Regions from separate parts of the Oryctolagus cuniculus genome. Here region 2 is linked to region 1. Evidence: chromatin contacts called from public Micro-C data. All regions are on one chromosome and are shown on one strand. Each heading gives the region's core, a stretch centred on a gene start, on an enhancer-like site or on the middle of the called end of the contact. The rest is flanking DNA. Distances are from core to core; before and after follow the strand shown. Region 1 overlaps RNASE10 (ribonuclease A family member 10 (inactive)). Region 2 holds the start of TEP1 (telomerase associated protein 1).

Region 1 (5,257 bases), core at 1,474-3,973:
CTTCATCCACGAGGAACCAAAAACGGTCAAAGCTGTCTGTAGCAGTCCTGCTGTTGCCTGTGAGTTCATGAAGGGCAAATGTCACAAAAGCCCCCGGCCTTTTGATTTGACATTCTGCAAGTTATCCAAACCAGGCCAACTTACCCCTCACTGCAATTATCACACTTTTGTTCTGGAAAAGCACATTTTTATAACCTGCAATGACCAGAAGATCCAGATAGCATCCGGACAATGAGCAGCTCATCGCTCCTCTCTCTTGGCCGTCTCCCCTTCTTCCCCTTCCAATTCCTCTCTCACGTAGCTCTCCTCCTCTTACAGATTCTGCAGAGTAGGTTCTGGGAAGAGAGGATGCACTACATCTTATCATTCTCTCCTGAAAATATAACTCTTCTTTGCCTTAGAGTCACCCAGCTTGTATTTTCTTCCAGGGATTAGAGGTGGCAGAGGAGGGCGATGGGCCTGGTTTCACTAGGTTCTCTGTCTCTCTCCCTGCCTATTGCCTGTCTGGGGAAGGGATGCACAAAGAGCTGCCCTGGTCCCACCCAGTCTTGGTCATCAGCCCGCCCTCTGGCCTGAGTTTGCCTTTGGGTGTGGTCTGGAAGAGTCCACAAGGCCTTTCCTGCTGCCCACCCTGAGCTTCCATGGCAACCACAGAAGACATCTCTGCTTTGCGCAATTGCACTTCTCCTCCGTGTGTTCGGTCACACTGACTCTATGCCTGAGTGCGTCTGGATAACCATGTGGATCAGGTTTTCTTTCTCTGAGCCTGGAAAAACTGCAAGGCCCAGGTTGGGGAGTCTGCTGATAATGTGCTGTGGGGCGCGGACCAAGATAGAACACGCGCTGGGACAGAGAGCTTTCTCCCCCGCTCTTCACCTTCTCGTTCCTTCTTTTTCTCGCAGTCTCCTTGACTTCCCTGTCCTGCCTGCCCCCTTTCCTCTGTTTCTTCCCCCAACCCCTTTCTCCCCTTGGTTCTCCTCTTCCTCTTCCTTTTCTTTTGAGACCCCGCCTGACCTTTCTCTAAGCCTTTCAGAGATCTGTTCAGTCAATACTGGTCACTTGTGCCGTGCCAGGTAGACAGATATTGGTCCTTCATTCAGAGTCTCCCGCGGGGGTTCGGGAGGGAGTATGGGTCAGGAGAGTGAGGTGGGGGTTGAGGGAGGAGTCCCAGATTAGGTCTAAAAAGTAGAATCGTGCCTACATCAGAAGCTCAGCGGGATGTGGAATCAGTAGGTTGGAGGGGAATTCCTATTTGCATTCCGCGTCTTTCCCTCTCTGTTTATCTGGAGAACAAGGATGTTGGTGAGAGAATCATCTCAGCAGAGAAAATATTGAATCTGTTCAAGGAGGGGAAAAGCCATGGGGCTGAATAAACAGAGGGTACAGGTGGCTTCCATCACCCTGTTTCCTCTAAATTCGAATAGCTCCAGGAGTAGCAGGAGCTGCCATGTGGTTCAGCAGTTAGGATACAGCTTGGGATGCTGACATCCTATATGGAAGTGCCTGGCTTTGAGTCCTGTCTCTGCTTCCGATCCAGCTGCCTGTGAATGGGCGTCCCGGGAGGCAGCAGATGACAGCTCAAGTACTTCGGAGCCTCAAGTGGAGCTCCTGGCTCCTGGTTTGGGCCTGGCCCAGCCCCAGCTGTTGTGGGCTTTTGAGGGAGGGAATCAGAGGATGGAAGTTCTCTCTCTCTCTCTCTCTCTCTCTCTCTCTCTCTCTGTCACTCTACCTTTAAAATAAATAAATAAATATTGGCAAAAAAGAAAAGAGAAGTAATTCAGGGTCTGTAGTTATTTTTTGAAAGTGTACTTGGACATGCATGGGGCAGGGGGACATCTGTGAAAGTGGCTATCAGAATTCGCTGTGGGATTTGATTTTGAGATCTCCTCCCCTCTAAGGCTTTTCTCTGCCTCACCTTCCTAGACCGTAAAAGTCCCCAAGAGTCAAGGACACACATGCTTGGGAGACTGGAGGGAAGAAAGAGTCTGGTTTACTTTGAGCTGACTTTTAATTGCCCATTTTCCCCCTTCATTTATTCCATAATGTCCTTTTCTTTCCTATTCTTGCTGGCGGGCAATCACTTGAATATATTGTCTCATATCCTCCCAGACTTCCTGCATTCAGTATTTGCCTTTCCACCTCTGATTCAGCGCTCCAGGCAGTGACCTATTGGGAGCCATGCTGTTAGGCAGGAAGTGTGTCTGCACACGTGGGCTGCTCTGACATTTAGACATGGGTGGAGGAGTGACAGGAGGTGTTGACATGACCAAGGCAAATTTCTACTCTTCCTGGTGGAGAACCCCTCCCTGAAGAAACAAGATTGTCCACGGCAAGAGAGCATAGGAGTAGGGGAGGAGGGGAGGAAAGAACAGATTTGCAGAGAAAATCAGTGCTATTAGGAATTTGTCTGACAGGTAAACCAAGGGCATTAGGAATGGCAATGGAATGTGAAAGCGCTTCAAGTCTGACTTCTTGTTAACCAAAGCTGAAGGAGTCACAGGGTCAACCCTCAAGAGACTAGCATTAGCCAGGGAGCAAAGCCTACATTCTCTAACTTGTGGATATATATGGCTGCCTCCTCTCACAGTTTTCCACCACTTCTCTCCCTAAGGATTCCCACACGGGTTCCAGTGAGTCTCCTACCTCCCTCTCCGGGTCACCTGTTTGGATAAATTCCAGTAGTCAGACTTATCAGACCATAGAGACTATCACCGGAAAGAAAGTTACAAAATACTCTACAGGCTCCTAGTGGCTCAAGCAGGAAAAAACAGCCTCTGTGGGGTTTCCTGCCTCCCAGGGACAGAAAATTAACTCATGGCAGCCCAAATTCTGCTGAATTCACAAAACTTTCGCCATTTTTAAAAAAGATGTATTTATTTATTTGAAAGGCAGAGTTACAGAGATAGAGAGAGAGAATCTTCCATCCACTGGTTCACTCCCCAAATGGCCACAATGGCCTGGGCTGAACCAAGCCAAGTCCAGGAGACTAGTACTCCATCCTGGTCTCCCACATGGATGGCAGGGATTCAAAGACTTAGGCCATCTTCACTGCTTTCCCAACAGCATTACGAGGGAGCTGGAGTGGAAGTGGGGCAGCCACTCATATAGGATGCCAGTGTCTAGGCAGATCCTTAACTCACGATGCCACAATGCCAGCCCCCAGGTCTCTTTTTCTATGGATTATCCTACATCTTTGTTGATAAATTGCTATACTTCACTTGTATCCCTTAATTTTGTAATGTATTTATAAAACAAATTATTTATATGGATAACACTCACCCCTCCTGCCCCCCCCCCATTTGGCCCAAGGGCACAGACACCCACCCAGCTCAGCTTGTAGCTAAATCTAGGTAGTGTCTTCAGTTTCAAGTGCTTACCAGGCTCTTGATGTGGACTTTCCTCCCAAGCCCCTCATGTGTTCACTCTCACCAAGAAAAGCAAACTGAGCTGGACTTCATCCCTTCTCCTTCCCAAGGTGATGAAGTTATCTGCTGGAGACTCATTCTTGGTGGGATTGAAAGGGACTCCAAGGGGCGAATTATTGCTATTTTCAGTAATTCTTTGATATAGTAGCTTTTTTATGTTCACGCCTCTTCACCCTGTACACTACGCATAGGACTACCGTTTTCTGCTCTTCAAATGTGCAGACTAGGCTCCAATTAGTTTGCAGAAAGTGATTCAGATTGTGCAAATAATACCTCTAGGAGCAGTTGGGCTGGTTCTTTATTAGAATTATGATTCAGAAACTAGGTAAACATTCGATTTACAGGAAGAGGAACATGGTGACATGAAGTCAAAGCAAAAAGATCAAACAGGAAAACATGAGTGCTTAGTCAAGCATAATTGTCTATTACATGTTTATATGGATTTGAGGAGGCTCTGGGATGCCCCACTGTTCGACAATGTCAGCTCTCCAGCAGTACCATGAGGCTAGTGCCTAGCATTATATGTTTATACACTCATTGTGCAGCCCTACACACAGAGCATAAAAGTAATCTCAAAAAATTGCAATTTTCAGCACCTTTATGAAGTGACAAGAAAAAGAGCAAAATAGCCCTTATTCTATAAATGATTTTGTGTGAGTTTGGCACTGTGCTATTATTACTGGGTGTACTTTCCTTTTTTAAAAAGAAACATTGCATCTATGTTGGTATCATATGACAAATGAGACCCAGAAGGGTTGATGTGATAGGAAGAGGGGAGGTGATCTTGTTCAAGCCAGCACTGGGCACTGCTCTGGTGGGCTGGTGTGGATAAGGGCCACTGTAGAACAAGCAATCGAATTAGGGTACTAAAGTCGTAAGAATGCATTTCTAAGGTTAAAGACAGAGTACTCAAGGAGTCAGAGGACAACGATAGATTTCTTTTCTTTTTTTAAGATTTATTTATTTTTTGAAAGGCAGTGTTACAGAGAGGCAGAGGCAGAGAGAGAGAGAGAGAGAGAGAGAGAGAGTTCTTCTATTTGATGGTTCACTCCCCCAGATAGCCACAACAGCCAGAGCCATGCCAATCTGAAGCCAAGAGCCAGGAGCTTCTTCTGAGTCTCCCACGCAGGTGCAGGGGCCCAAGGACTTGGGTTATCTTTTACTGCTTTCCCAGGCCATAGCAGAGAGCTGAATCAGAAGTGGAGCAGCTGGAACTTGAACCAGTGCCTTTGTGGGAGCCAGCAATGTAGGCGGTGGCTTTACCCAATAGGCCACAGCATTGGTCCCTAAATAAATAAATCTTTAAAAACAAACGAATGTCAGTGTAACATAAATCAGTTAAGCACATGATGTATGGAGCTTCACATCACAGGAAGGCAGCCATGCAAGGATTGGGTTGAAGCCCTAGTTCTAACATTTATTAGCTGATCATGGGAAAACAACCTCTCTGGTTCATGCTTATCAGTAAATGAGTATATCCTTAGTAGAGCTAACACAATGCCTTGTATATGAATCAAACTGAACTCACTTTTTTTTTTTCTTTTTGGTATGGCCTGTTCTCAAATATAATAACCCTTGACCTTTTGTGGTCCTTTTACAGTCATTATCATGCCAGAGAAAGGTGAACCAAATCTCCTGGCTCAAGGATGTTATCACTACACCATATGTCCAACTTTCCTCTTTGGAGTATAGTCAGCCAATTCTATTCAGTATCTGGGACTCTAGATAACAGCTTCATGGTTTTTAGTTATTGTGGTAGCTTTAAAATTTGTTCACACTTTTGTTGATACTCTTCCCTTCAAAAGGTGAGCGTGGATATACTCAGAAGTGAT
Region 2 (5,257 bases), core at 1,794-4,293, 100 kb before region 1:
CTCTTCCTCAATCTCTCTCTCTCTCTCTCTCTCTCTCTCTCTCTCCCTCCCTCTCTCCCTCTCTCCCTCTCTCCCTCTCTCCCTCTCTGTAACTCTCCCTTTCAAATAAATCAATCTTTAAAAATAAACAAATAGGGGCCGGTGTTATGGCTCACTTGGCTAGTCCTCCACCTGCAGCGCTGACATCCCATATGGGCACTGGTTGTTCCTCTTCCAGGCCAGCTCTCTGCTGTGGCCTGGGAGTGCAGTGGAGGATGGCCCAAGTGCTTGGGCCCTGCACCCCATGGGAGACCAGGAAGAAGCACCTGGCTCCTGGCTTTGGATCGGCACGGCGCTGGCTGTAGAGGCCACTTGGGGAGTGAACCAACAGAAGGAAGACCTTTCTCTCTGTCTCTCTCTCTCACTGTCTAACTCTGTCAAATAAAAATAAATAAATAAATAAATAAAAATAAACAAATAGGGGCCAGCACTGTGACAAAGCAGTAAAGCCTCCAGTTGAAGAGCCAGCATCCCATATGGGTACCGGTTCGAGTCCTGGCACTCAAGTGGCTGCTCCACTTCTGATCCAGCTCCCTGCTAATGTGCCTGGGAAACCAGCAGAGGATGGCCCAGGTCCCTGGGCTCCTCCTTTTCCAGATCAAACTGCTTTCTTCTCCTTCTTAAGGGCTTGAGTTAATAATCTATTCCTCCAAGGAAACTCTGCTGACACACAGCTCCCAGTCTGGCTAAGGTGGCTCCCTGGGTATTCTCAAACATGGCACTTCCCCCAACATAGATACCTGTTTGTCTTTTGTCCCACTAGATGATAAATTCCTGAGGACAGACATCTTTTTAGTCTGTTCACTTTTGTTTCTACACTTCCTAGTCAGTGTGGCTCAGAAACTTTTTTTTAAAAGATATATTTATTTATTTGAAAGACAGAGTTACAGAAAGGCAGAGGCAGAGAGAGAGAGAGAGAGAGAGGTCTTCCATCTGCTGGTTCACTCCCCAGATGGCCACAACGGCCAGAGCTGAGCCAATCTGAAGCCAGGAGTCTGGAGCTTTTTCCAGGTCTCCCTTGAGGGTTCAGAAGCCCAAGGACTTGGACCACTTCCACTGCTTTCCCAGGCCATAGCGCAGAGAACTGGATGGGAAGTGGAGCAGCTGGGAGTCGAACTGGTGCCAATATAGGATGCTGGCACGGCAGGCAGCGGCTTTTTATCGGCTGCGCCACAGCTCCACTCCTCAGAAGCTTTTGAGAACCTACTAAAAGCTATGAAGCTTTTTCACAGAAAAAAAAAAAAAAAAAAACTTGAGCATATACTGTCTTGTACTCAGTTTTCAAGGAGTCCACAAAGCACATTCATGGGTCTCCCAGGATCTCCATACACTGCAAAGTCAGAACCTTTGTGTGAAAGAATGCTTGACTTATACTATTAGGAATGTTATTTGCCTATTTATGTGAACAAAGGCTTCTCTCTCACTCCCATTTAAATATTTTGGGAGTAATACTGTAAAGTCACCCACTTCAACCTTAGCGTGAATGAGCACACAGACAGGAATGCAGACCGCTTCCAAGACTTGAAGGGACTAAGCCTCCAGGACCAGAAAGGGCAGTGATATCGCCCTGGACATCAGCGTGGACAGACACATCAAGCATGGTGAGCGCAGAGTCCTGTGCTGCTTCCTCATGACTCACTGGGTCTGTGTAAGGCCCCAAGGAAAGGCGTGGGGAATCTCAGAATCAACCCAAGACTTAACAAAAAGGGAGCAAAGAAACGAAACGCGAAAACAAAAATGGACAGAAAAGCAAGCAAAGTGAAAAATGTCTTGCACCCTTGCGAAAGGAGATTCGCCTGAACCACAATTGAAAAGCCAGCGTCTGCCCCATCTCAGCTTGAATTTTCAGAGCCAGCCACTTTGTACTCATGGTACCCTAAGTTTCAGCCACTTTCTATGTATGTACAAATATATGTAGTGCACGCCTCCACGCCCTCTGCTTCACACACAGGGGCTCATCCTGTAGACGCTATTCTGCGCCAGGGTATCCTGGAGACTTCGCTGTTGTAACACAGCCTCGCTCTTTCAGGGGTGGTCTCAGTGCGGCGTACAGAAGCACTCCCGGAGCGAGGTCATTACACACCCTCCTTGCAGTGATCGCACAGGACAAGGAAGTACGACACGCGTTCCCACTTGGTCTCTCTTCCTCCCTCCTCCTGCTGTGTCCCTCAGCGCCCTGTCCCTCCCTTTCCCTCGCCCTTCTGCTCTCTCGCTTTCCCTTTCACGCACCGCACCCCGACGCCGGCTGCAGCCACGAACCCGAGCCTCCGGCCCTTCTAGACCCTCGCTTACCGCCCAGCTCTCAGCCTCAGAGCCCAGCGCTCTGCATCGGGCGCCGGGCACGCTCTACCTGCGCTCGCACCCTGCCCAGAGCCACTGGGCGCTGGAGACGCTGGGTGCCCGGCGTGGGGGGGTCTCGGCGCTCCGCAGCAGGAAGCAAAATCCCGGCTGCGGGCTCTGCTTGCGCGAAGGGCGGCTGCGGGAGGAGGAGCCGGCGGGAATGGGAGGAGCCCGCGGGCCAGGCGGGGCGCTGCTGGGCAGAAGCCCGGCCCGCTGCGCCCATCTGAAGCCTTTCCTGGGCCCTGAACTGAGTTTGCGGCTGCTGTTGCTTCATTTTTCCCTCGCTGGTCCTCACTTCTCCTGAGAGAAGCCTTAGGGTTCCCTCTCTACCAAATGCGAGTTTCTTTCCTTTCTTTTATACCTTCAAACACCATTTCTGGAAAAAAAAAAAAAGTATTTGTGATGTTCCCTGCCTCTCTGATACTTTTTTCCACATACCACAGATGATTGGCTTCTAGATTCTTTTTTTTTTTTTTTTTTTTTTTTGGGCTTCTAGATTCTTAATTCGGGAATACAGACTTGAAATGGAAAGTCCAAAGCAATGGGCTGTCACCATGTGTAGACGGCAAATAGTTCAAGCAGGGTGAACTGGGCTCATGTCCCTCCCCTCCTCCAGTCTCCGGGGGATGACAGGAGAGATCTGTGGACTGCCAGTTACCTGTGTGGAGCCATCCTGAATGGCTCACACGGAGCTGTCCCTGAGAATGGAACCGTATTTAGCAGACAAGTGACACTTAGAATGATAATGCTGGTTCCCTTCTTACCCACACAGAACTGTGAGCGTGCTTCTTGGTGAGTCTAATCAAGAAACACACCAAAAGGCATTGTCACACAAAGCCATTTATTTGCGGCAAACAAAAAGACCTCAGGGAACCATTTCCAAAGCTGTAGTTTCCAGAGCAAGGGGGAATGACTATCTCTTATTTTAGGGAGAAAGGAACATACAAGAGGGGGAATTCTTATCACCACCTGTGTGGTGGAAGCTCAGAAACATGCCCCAGCAAACGTCACATATTACAGTAATAAGACCAGCTCCCCCTGGAGTGAAGCTCTTACTGTTAGAAGGAGGCAGAGGTGACCTTTGGAGAGCTGCTGACCCATCTGCCCCGGGTGGTGGCTGCTGATTTCATCTCTCCCCTGAATGCGACTGAAGACCTGAAATACAGCTTTGTTAAAATCAGTGCTTCAGGTCTCCAAGGAGTAGAAATAAATCACAACTAAGACTTTTGGGCTGCTCAGGGCGATGGCCAGTGACACCATGTCATGAAGAAGAGAGCTGAACAGATAGTAGCAGGGGAAATATGAGTCGCTCATGTGAAACTCACTAGCCGTCTTCTAGAAACTATCACTGCTTTCCGCAGGGACGAAGGTTTGAGTCTCAGGTAGCTGAGCTTCAACTCACAACTGGGGCATCCTGGCTTCTCTACTAAGTGAACCAGACCCCACCTTCCTTCCTTAGACGTCTCCATGATCACCCACCCCAACGGTCCCCACACTTCCTGCAGCAGATGGCGTGTTCATTCATGTACCCAGCAAAATCTGGATACTGAAACCCTAATCCCAACGTGATGGTATTTGTAAGTGGGGTCTTTGGAAGATAAAACGAGGGCATGAGGGTGGAGCCCTCATGAATGGGATCAGTGGTTTTACAGGGAGAGGCCAGAAAGCTAATTCACTCTGCCGTGTAAGAACACAATGAAAAGTCAGTCTGCAACAGGAAAGAGGGCCCTCACCAGAATCAGATCACACTGGCACCCTGATCTTGGACTTCCAGGTTCCAGAACTCTGAGAAATAAACGTTTGTTGTTTAAACCACTGTCTGTGGTAATTTGCATGGCAACCTAAACTAAGAAACCCCTTTTTAGTAGCAAATATTTTTATGCTGTTTATTATCCTAAAACACAATACATAAATTATGTAACTTACCTCAACACACATAATTTTAAAAATTAATAAAATGTCTTAAAGAGATCTAAAGGAATAGTAGTAGAGGAAGGTGACTTATTATTAAATGTCATGTGTTTATATATATAACTTCTTGGTCATAACATTCAAGAAGACACAATGTGGTATGCAGATGCTTGGTGCACATATCTCTATATAGAATCAGGCTGAGTATAATAACTATGGATATGGACGCAGAGTGATACAGGCATTTTATAATGGTGATTCAAAAACCTTAACAGATTTTCCAAATGACTGAATAACTTTTGGCAGATTTTCAACCAAAACAATGTATGACTATTCCTTATGCACATGCATAAAATGCTGTGTGTTCATATTGTTCCATGATTTTCAGGATACTTGCATTCCCAGAAAGTTCAATGTACATTAAAACTATGCATAAAATGCTTTGCGTTCATATTTTAAATGAAGTTAGAACCATGGGTTTCTTGTTTTGTTTTGCTTTTTTAAGATTTATTTGAGTTATTATTTTTTTTTTGACAGGCAGAGTGGACAGTGAGAGAGAGAGAGACAAAGAGAAAGGTCTTCCTTTGCCTTTGGTTCACCCTCCAATGGCCGCTACGGCCGGCACACTGCGGCCTGCGCACTGCGCTGATCCGAAGGCAGGAGCCAGGTGCTTCTCCTGGTCTCCCATGTGGGTGCAGGACCCAAGCACTTGGGCCATCCTCCACTGCACTTCCGGGCCACAGCAGAGAGATGGACTGGAAGAGGACCAACCGGGACAGAATCCGGTGCCCCGACTGGGACTAGAACCCAGTGTGCCAGCACCGCAGGCGGAGGATTAGCCTATTGAGCCACGGTGCCAGCCTATTTATTATTTGAGAGGTAGAGTTACAGAGAGAGAGAGAGAGAGAGAGAGAGAGAGAGAGAGAGAGAGAGAGAGAAAGGTCTTCCATCTACTAGTTCATTCCCA

The links. A called contact is a pair of places that touch in the nucleus more often than the background predicts.
Region 2: a contact with region 1 is called in a Micro-C map of ear pinna, with 2.4 times the contacts expected there. The contact joins the promoter of TEP1 here to the enhancer-like site in region 1. A contact is called at or near these places in 2 of 6 Hi-C or Micro-C datasets (ear pinna and an unstated tissue).

The regions. Positions count from the first base shown.
Region 1 is chr12:54,234,612-54,239,868 of mOryCun1.1, reverse strand. RNASE10 (ribonuclease A family member 10 (inactive)) reads left to right here. Exons shown (of 3, transcript XM_070053946.1): 3 at 1-1,767. The coding sequence ends at 235. Among named protein-coding and RNA genes, the nearest start is that of RNASE10, 17 kb to the left of the region's middle. Within about 2 kb of position 2,723, at least 4 of the 8 cell types and tissues checked have an H3K27ac peak or open chromatin away from gene starts, as enhancers often do.
Region 2 is chr12:54,338,729-54,343,985 of mOryCun1.1, reverse strand. It overlaps TEP1 (telomerase associated protein 1), which reads right to left and starts at 3,043. Exons shown (of 55, transcript XR_011380826.1): 1 at 2,390-3,043.